Linked DNA regions of Ovis aries: region 2 is linked to region 1. The links are chromatin contacts, called in public Hi-C maps. All regions are on one chromosome and are shown on one strand. Each heading gives the region's core, a stretch centred on a gene start, on an enhancer-like site or on the middle of the called end of the contact. The rest is flanking DNA. Distances are from core to core; before and after follow the strand shown. Region 1 has its middle 300 kb from the start of MYC. Region 2 has its middle 150 kb from the start of MYC.

Region 1 (2,700 bases), core at 133-2,632:
GAGTGTGACTGGTTTCAGAAGGTGCTAGAAGAGGGTCTTAAAAGGGGGTAGGGGAGAAAATTTCACACAGGAGAGGGGCTGACCACCAGCTGGACATTCTCAGCCAGAGAGTTTGCAGCCCCCATGGTGCTGGGAGGGTTTGCTGAGCCCAACTTCCTACCTTAACAGGTGAAGGGGTGAAAATGGAGGTAGATGGTTCTTCCAGGTTTAAGCTCAGGCACCTGGTGCACAGAGAGGAGCAGAACTCTGTCCAATCCTTGACCCTGGGAAGGCCCAGCTTCTTCACCCCCTTTTATATCCTGATACTCACACCAGGGCGGCCATCAGCAGTCCTGCCTGAGGTTGTGAGACTGAGTCCCTGAGGTCACAAAGTCTTGACTGAAGATACATCCCAAGTTTTCCCTATGACTGTGAATAATGATCGCATTTGGAGATCAAACCAGTCAATCCTAAAGGAAATCAACCCTGAATATTCACCAGAAAGACTGATGCTGAAGCTCCAGTACTTTGGCCACCTGATACAAAGAGCCGACTCACTGGAAAAGACCCTGATGCTGGGAAAGATTGAATGCAACAGGAGAAGGGGGCTACAGAGGATGAGATGGCCGGATGGCATCACCGACTCAACATACATGAGTTTGAGCAAACTTTGGAGATAGTTAAGGACAGGGAAGCCTGGTGTGCTGCCATTCATGGGATCGCAAAGAATCACACAAGAGTGACTGAGCAACGAATAACAACTAATGGTTAGCATTGAGTGCTGGCGGTGTGTTTTCACAGGCTATCCTCTTTAAGTATTTAATCTTTATAACTTGATGAGAAGTTATTACATATACATTATATTTATGTAATATTACACGATATGCCACCAAAAAATCTCAAGTGTAAGCAGTCGCTCTGTGCCGTGCTGAGTCCACAGCTAGGATTAGACCCAGGCTGTTGGGTGCTACAACCTTTGTCCTTCAGAACCTTTTCACATCTTTACGACACTCCTCTAGTGTACGAGACACACCCCAGTGACATTCGGTAGAAGAGAAAAAGAGATGACGGAAGAGTCTGCGTCTGGGGGACACTGGAGTCCCTGTTGTCTCCCCGGAGGAGGAGAAAAAGGCCACGTGTGTGCTGTGGAGGAACGGGTGAACGAGCCTGCTGGGTGACACGGGGCTTAGAAGGCGATTCTGAGTAAAGGTCAAGCTTTCCAGAGTGAGAGAGCAGGCTGAAGGCTAGTGGCTCTATCCAAGCGGCACTGGCTTAGCAGGCTGCCAAGGCGAGTGCTGAACTTGGCCTGGCACGTAGAGTTGTATAATCATCTCAGCCCTGCCGGGTCACTCCAGAACACCAGGGCAACCTTCGTACCAGAAAAACAAGCTCACGAACGCCTGCCAGTTAGGACAGTCAGAGGAGTAAACAGAGGACTAATCACACACCAGGGGCCCGCTAGCAGCCTCCCTGTCCTGCTGGCCTGATAATAATCACACACCAGCATTTATGGATCACATGCATGACAGACTTGGGAGGTCTCAGAAGCTGTACATGCACTATCTCTTAAATCATCAAGAGGAGTTCTTAGGACTTCCCTGGCAGTCTAGTGGTTAGGACTCTGTGCCTCTACAGCAGGGGGGCAGGGGTTCAATCCTTGGTCAGGGAATTGAAATCCCATATGCAGCTCAGCATGGCAAAAAATAAATAAATAAGAGTATAAAAAGAAAAGTCCATAAAGAAAGTACTAAAATCATCCCATTTCACAGATGAGGGTCAAGAATTTGCCATGGATCCTTGAGCTGTTCCACAGTGGAGCTGGAATGTGTCCCCAGGGAACCTGATCCCAGGAGGTACACCCATGGCCTCTGTGCTAAAGAGGGGCAGCTGGGCATGGGGTCATGGAAACAAAGATCTCAGATTCTGGGAGTGTGTGGAATCTGATCTTAGCTCTACCGCTTCTCGCTGGAGATGGGTGACCTTGGATTAACTATGCTCAGCGTCCATTAATTAATGGATAAAATGCAGATTCCTAGGTTCTAGGGCAGTGGTGAGAATGAGGGATATAAGCAAAGTGGCTGCCAATAGTTCCTTCCTAACTGGCATCTGGTTCTCATGAGGCATACAGCCTCTACCACCTACCAGAGTACAGCATAGGTCTTCTCTGAACCTCAGGCTTCTCTTCAGCTCCCATCAGGAATCACCCCCCCAAAAAAATAAAATAAAGTAAATAATAAAGAGTCACTCCACTCTCCTGGGCTACACTCTCTTTTTAGTGGACGCCCAGCTAGAGTTGCATCAGGTGACCCCAAAGGCTACCCCAAAAACATGTTCTCTGATCACCCAACCCCAGGTCTTCCTCCGTCCCAGCACAGTGAGCCTTTAACCCCACCCATTCATCCTCTTGACAGTTCATTACCCTCCCTCCATTCAGGGAACAACCAAGGAAACGTAAAAGGTAGAAAATTCAGCTGAGGCAATCTGGCTTATTTCTAGAAGTTAAGACACTCAGTCTGGAGTGCAAAGAAATAGAAACCTTGAACTCACCAAAGGCAGGTGAAGACAGTCTTCTGTAAGCCTTCCCTGATAGCTCAGTCAGTAAAGAATTTACCTGCAATGCAAGAAACCCCGGTTCGATTCCCGGGTCAGGAAGATCCACTAGAGAAGGGATAGTCCACCCACTCCAGTATTCTTGGCCATCCCTGGTGGCTCTGCCTGGAA
Region 2 (2,700 bases), core at 20-2,519, 440 kb after region 1:
CTCATAACCTTAGCCGATAGGTCACTGAGTTTTGCTCAGTGTGGTCCCAGATTTCTCTTCAATACAATATCCTTTCTGCACTGTCCCCTCATCATTTACCTGAGTTTTTAGCTTCCAGGCTCTTTCCTGACCACTTATTCCAGATTCCACACTGCCTGTTTCCTCAAATCACAAAGCTGAATGTGGTACCGCTTGCTGGAAACACTTCCACGGCCTTCTTTGCTTGTGGCATCAAGTCCAGCTACCTCCTTTCCGGCTTCTTAGCTCATCAGTCTCCTGTCCGCACTCTTAGCCACATTCCCTGGAATCGTCGTCAAGCCTGCCCACAACTGTGCCCTAGTTCCTTCTGCCTCAAACATTTGCCCTGCTGGGTTGGCCTGGACAACCCCCCACCTCCTCTATCATGTCTCAGCCCCAGTGCCTGCTCTTTTAGGGGCCCTCCCCGTTTCCCTGTGCCCTCATCACTCAGGCTTTGTTGCTGCTTCCTTGGATACCCCAACCCTCAGCACTTAGCTGCCACCCTGGTTATAACCTTGACCCTTGTGGTTCAGGAATGGGTCAGGTTGTTTGCTCCTGTGAATTCCTTAAAAGAATTGCATCTCCTGTACCTGGAACAGTGATTGGCACAAAGGAGCTTTTCAGTGAGTATTTGTGGAATAAATGGGCTGAGGGACAGCGTGATAGGGTGGATCAGAGAAAGCAAAGGATTCTCTGGGAGAGCCTGAATCCACGATTTGGTTTATCCATTGCTTTACCATGGGGTTTCCTGGTGACTCAGATGGTAAAGAATCTGCCTGCCTTGAAGGAGATCCAGGTTCTATCGCTGGGTTGGGAAGATCCCCTGGATGAGGAAATGGCAACCTGCTCCAGTGTTCTTGCCTGGAGAATTCACAGACAGAGGAGGCTGATGGCTTACAGTCCATGGGATTGCAAAGAGTCGGACACGACCGAGTAACTTTCACTTTCTTTTCACTTTTGTATTACTTGAGTGGCTTTGGGCAAGTTATATATCTGAACCTTGTGGGGTTTTGTTGTTGTTTTTTAGCCTTTATAACAGAATTGTTGAGAATGCTTCAGTGAGAAAATGGAAAGGAGAGTGCTTTAGAAAATAAAAGTGAAACAGGAAGCAAATGTTGTTTATGTGGTTATTATTAACAGAAAACAAAAGTAGCTTGTGGGTTTGAATAGCAGCTTGATGACCAAGGTCTGCGCTTGTGCTTTTGGTTGAGGGTGGAAAGGGCCGTGTCTAATCCCAGGAGTGTGGTGCCTCCAGGCAGCTCTCCTGTCTGGGCTCTCCAGGGTCAGGTGAGGACACTTCTGGTCACTCCCACCTCCTTTCATCTGCCATGAGGCTCTGATGAGATAATTCATGTTAAACATCCAGAGTGAAAGTGTCTGGAAAAGGTCCTGGAGCTACTCAAATGCACGGTGCTTCTTCCATGAGCCTGGCACCCTCCTGGGAGGCTTGTGTTCTTGGCCCTGGTCTGAGATTTGCAATCCCAATCCTGCTTCGAGTCTCACTTGATTGATGCCGCATCTTCTGGCTGCAGACGAAGCTGCGGGCTAGTTCCTGCTTCTCATTTCACCCCAGTGCTGGCATGGCCAGATTCCAAGACTTCGCTCCCTCAGGAGCTCATTGCTAAATTAATGTTTACCCCATAGCCAGGAGGGGAAAGCCCTGTTTTCATACTTACTGTCATTTCAATGAAGCTTTCCCTAACTTCCCAGACAAGGTGAACCCCTTACTTCTCCACCATCTTGTGTTCTTACTCATTAACTTTGTAATTTGATCACAGTTATGGTGATATCAAAGTGTTTGCTATCAATCTCCCTCCTGGACCGTATCTGATTCTTTGCCCTTTCTCATTCTGCCTGATACATAGACAATGTCAGTAAATATTTGTTAAGCAAATAAGTGAAAGAATGTTCTGAACTTATTCAGTCCTCTTTACGTGTACTGTGTGTTCCTACCTTGGAACCTTTGCTCCTCCTATTTACCCAGCAGGAATATCCTCTCTCTCTGTCTCTCTCTTGAACAGGCACGCACATGTGCACACATACACACAAACACACACACACCCCTATTAGATGAGATAAAGCATGCAAGCTGACCCACCGAAAAAGACCCTGATACTGGGAAAGATTGAAGGCAAAGGGAGAAGGCAGAGGAAGAGATGGTTAGATAGCATCACTGACTCAATGAACACAAATTTGAGCAAGCTCCAGGAGACAATGGAGGACAGAGGAGTCTGGCGTGCTGTAGTGCATGAGGTCACAAAGAGACCGGACTTAGTGACTGAAAAACAACAACAATGCAAGGCTATTAGCACAGCAACAAGCAGAGTAGAAGCACAAGGCAGGGCTTAGCAGCAGCGCTGCACGTCTTCCTGCTGAGCCTCTCATTGCGGCCATCTCCCTAATTCTGTGCAGCACTCACAGCCTGGCACCCGCAGCTATGCTTGCTCAGTGCTTGTTGCATAGATATGCAGACCTTGTCATCTTTCCTGAAGACGGACTGGAATCTACGGCATCACCTGGTGGGTGTTCTCACCTCCATTTTCCAGATGGAGAACTCCTGGCTCAGAGTGGGGAAGAAACTTGCTCATCATGCCTGGCCCTCTGCTTGCCTGGTGGGTGGGTGGGTGGGGAGCTGGTCAGGTAAAATGACAAGTGAGACAGGACAGAGATCTTGTGCTTAAG

Evidence for each region. Hi-C and Micro-C count contacts between places; a contact is called where the count stands out from the background.
Region 2: a contact with region 1 is called in a Hi-C map of liver, with 7 times the contacts expected there. The contact joins two enhancer-like sites. A contact is called at or near these places in 2 of 16 Hi-C or Micro-C datasets (liver and mixed tissues).

The regions. Positions count from the first base shown.
Region 1 is chr9:25,440,614-25,443,313 of ARS-UI_Ramb_v3.0, forward strand. No RefSeq gene overlaps it. Among named protein-coding and RNA genes, the nearest start is that of MYC, 300 kb to the right of the region's middle. Within about 2 kb of position 1,383, at least 19 of the 54 cell types and tissues checked have an H3K27ac peak or open chromatin away from gene starts, as enhancers often do. A contact at or near this core is called in liver, where this site is marked.
Region 2 is chr9:25,884,227-25,886,926 of ARS-UI_Ramb_v3.0, forward strand. No RefSeq gene overlaps it. Among named protein-coding and RNA genes, the nearest start is that of MYC, 150 kb to the left of the region's middle. Within about 2 kb of position 1,270, at least 12 of the 54 cell types and tissues checked have an H3K27ac peak or open chromatin away from gene starts, as enhancers often do. A contact at or near this core is called in liver, where this site is marked.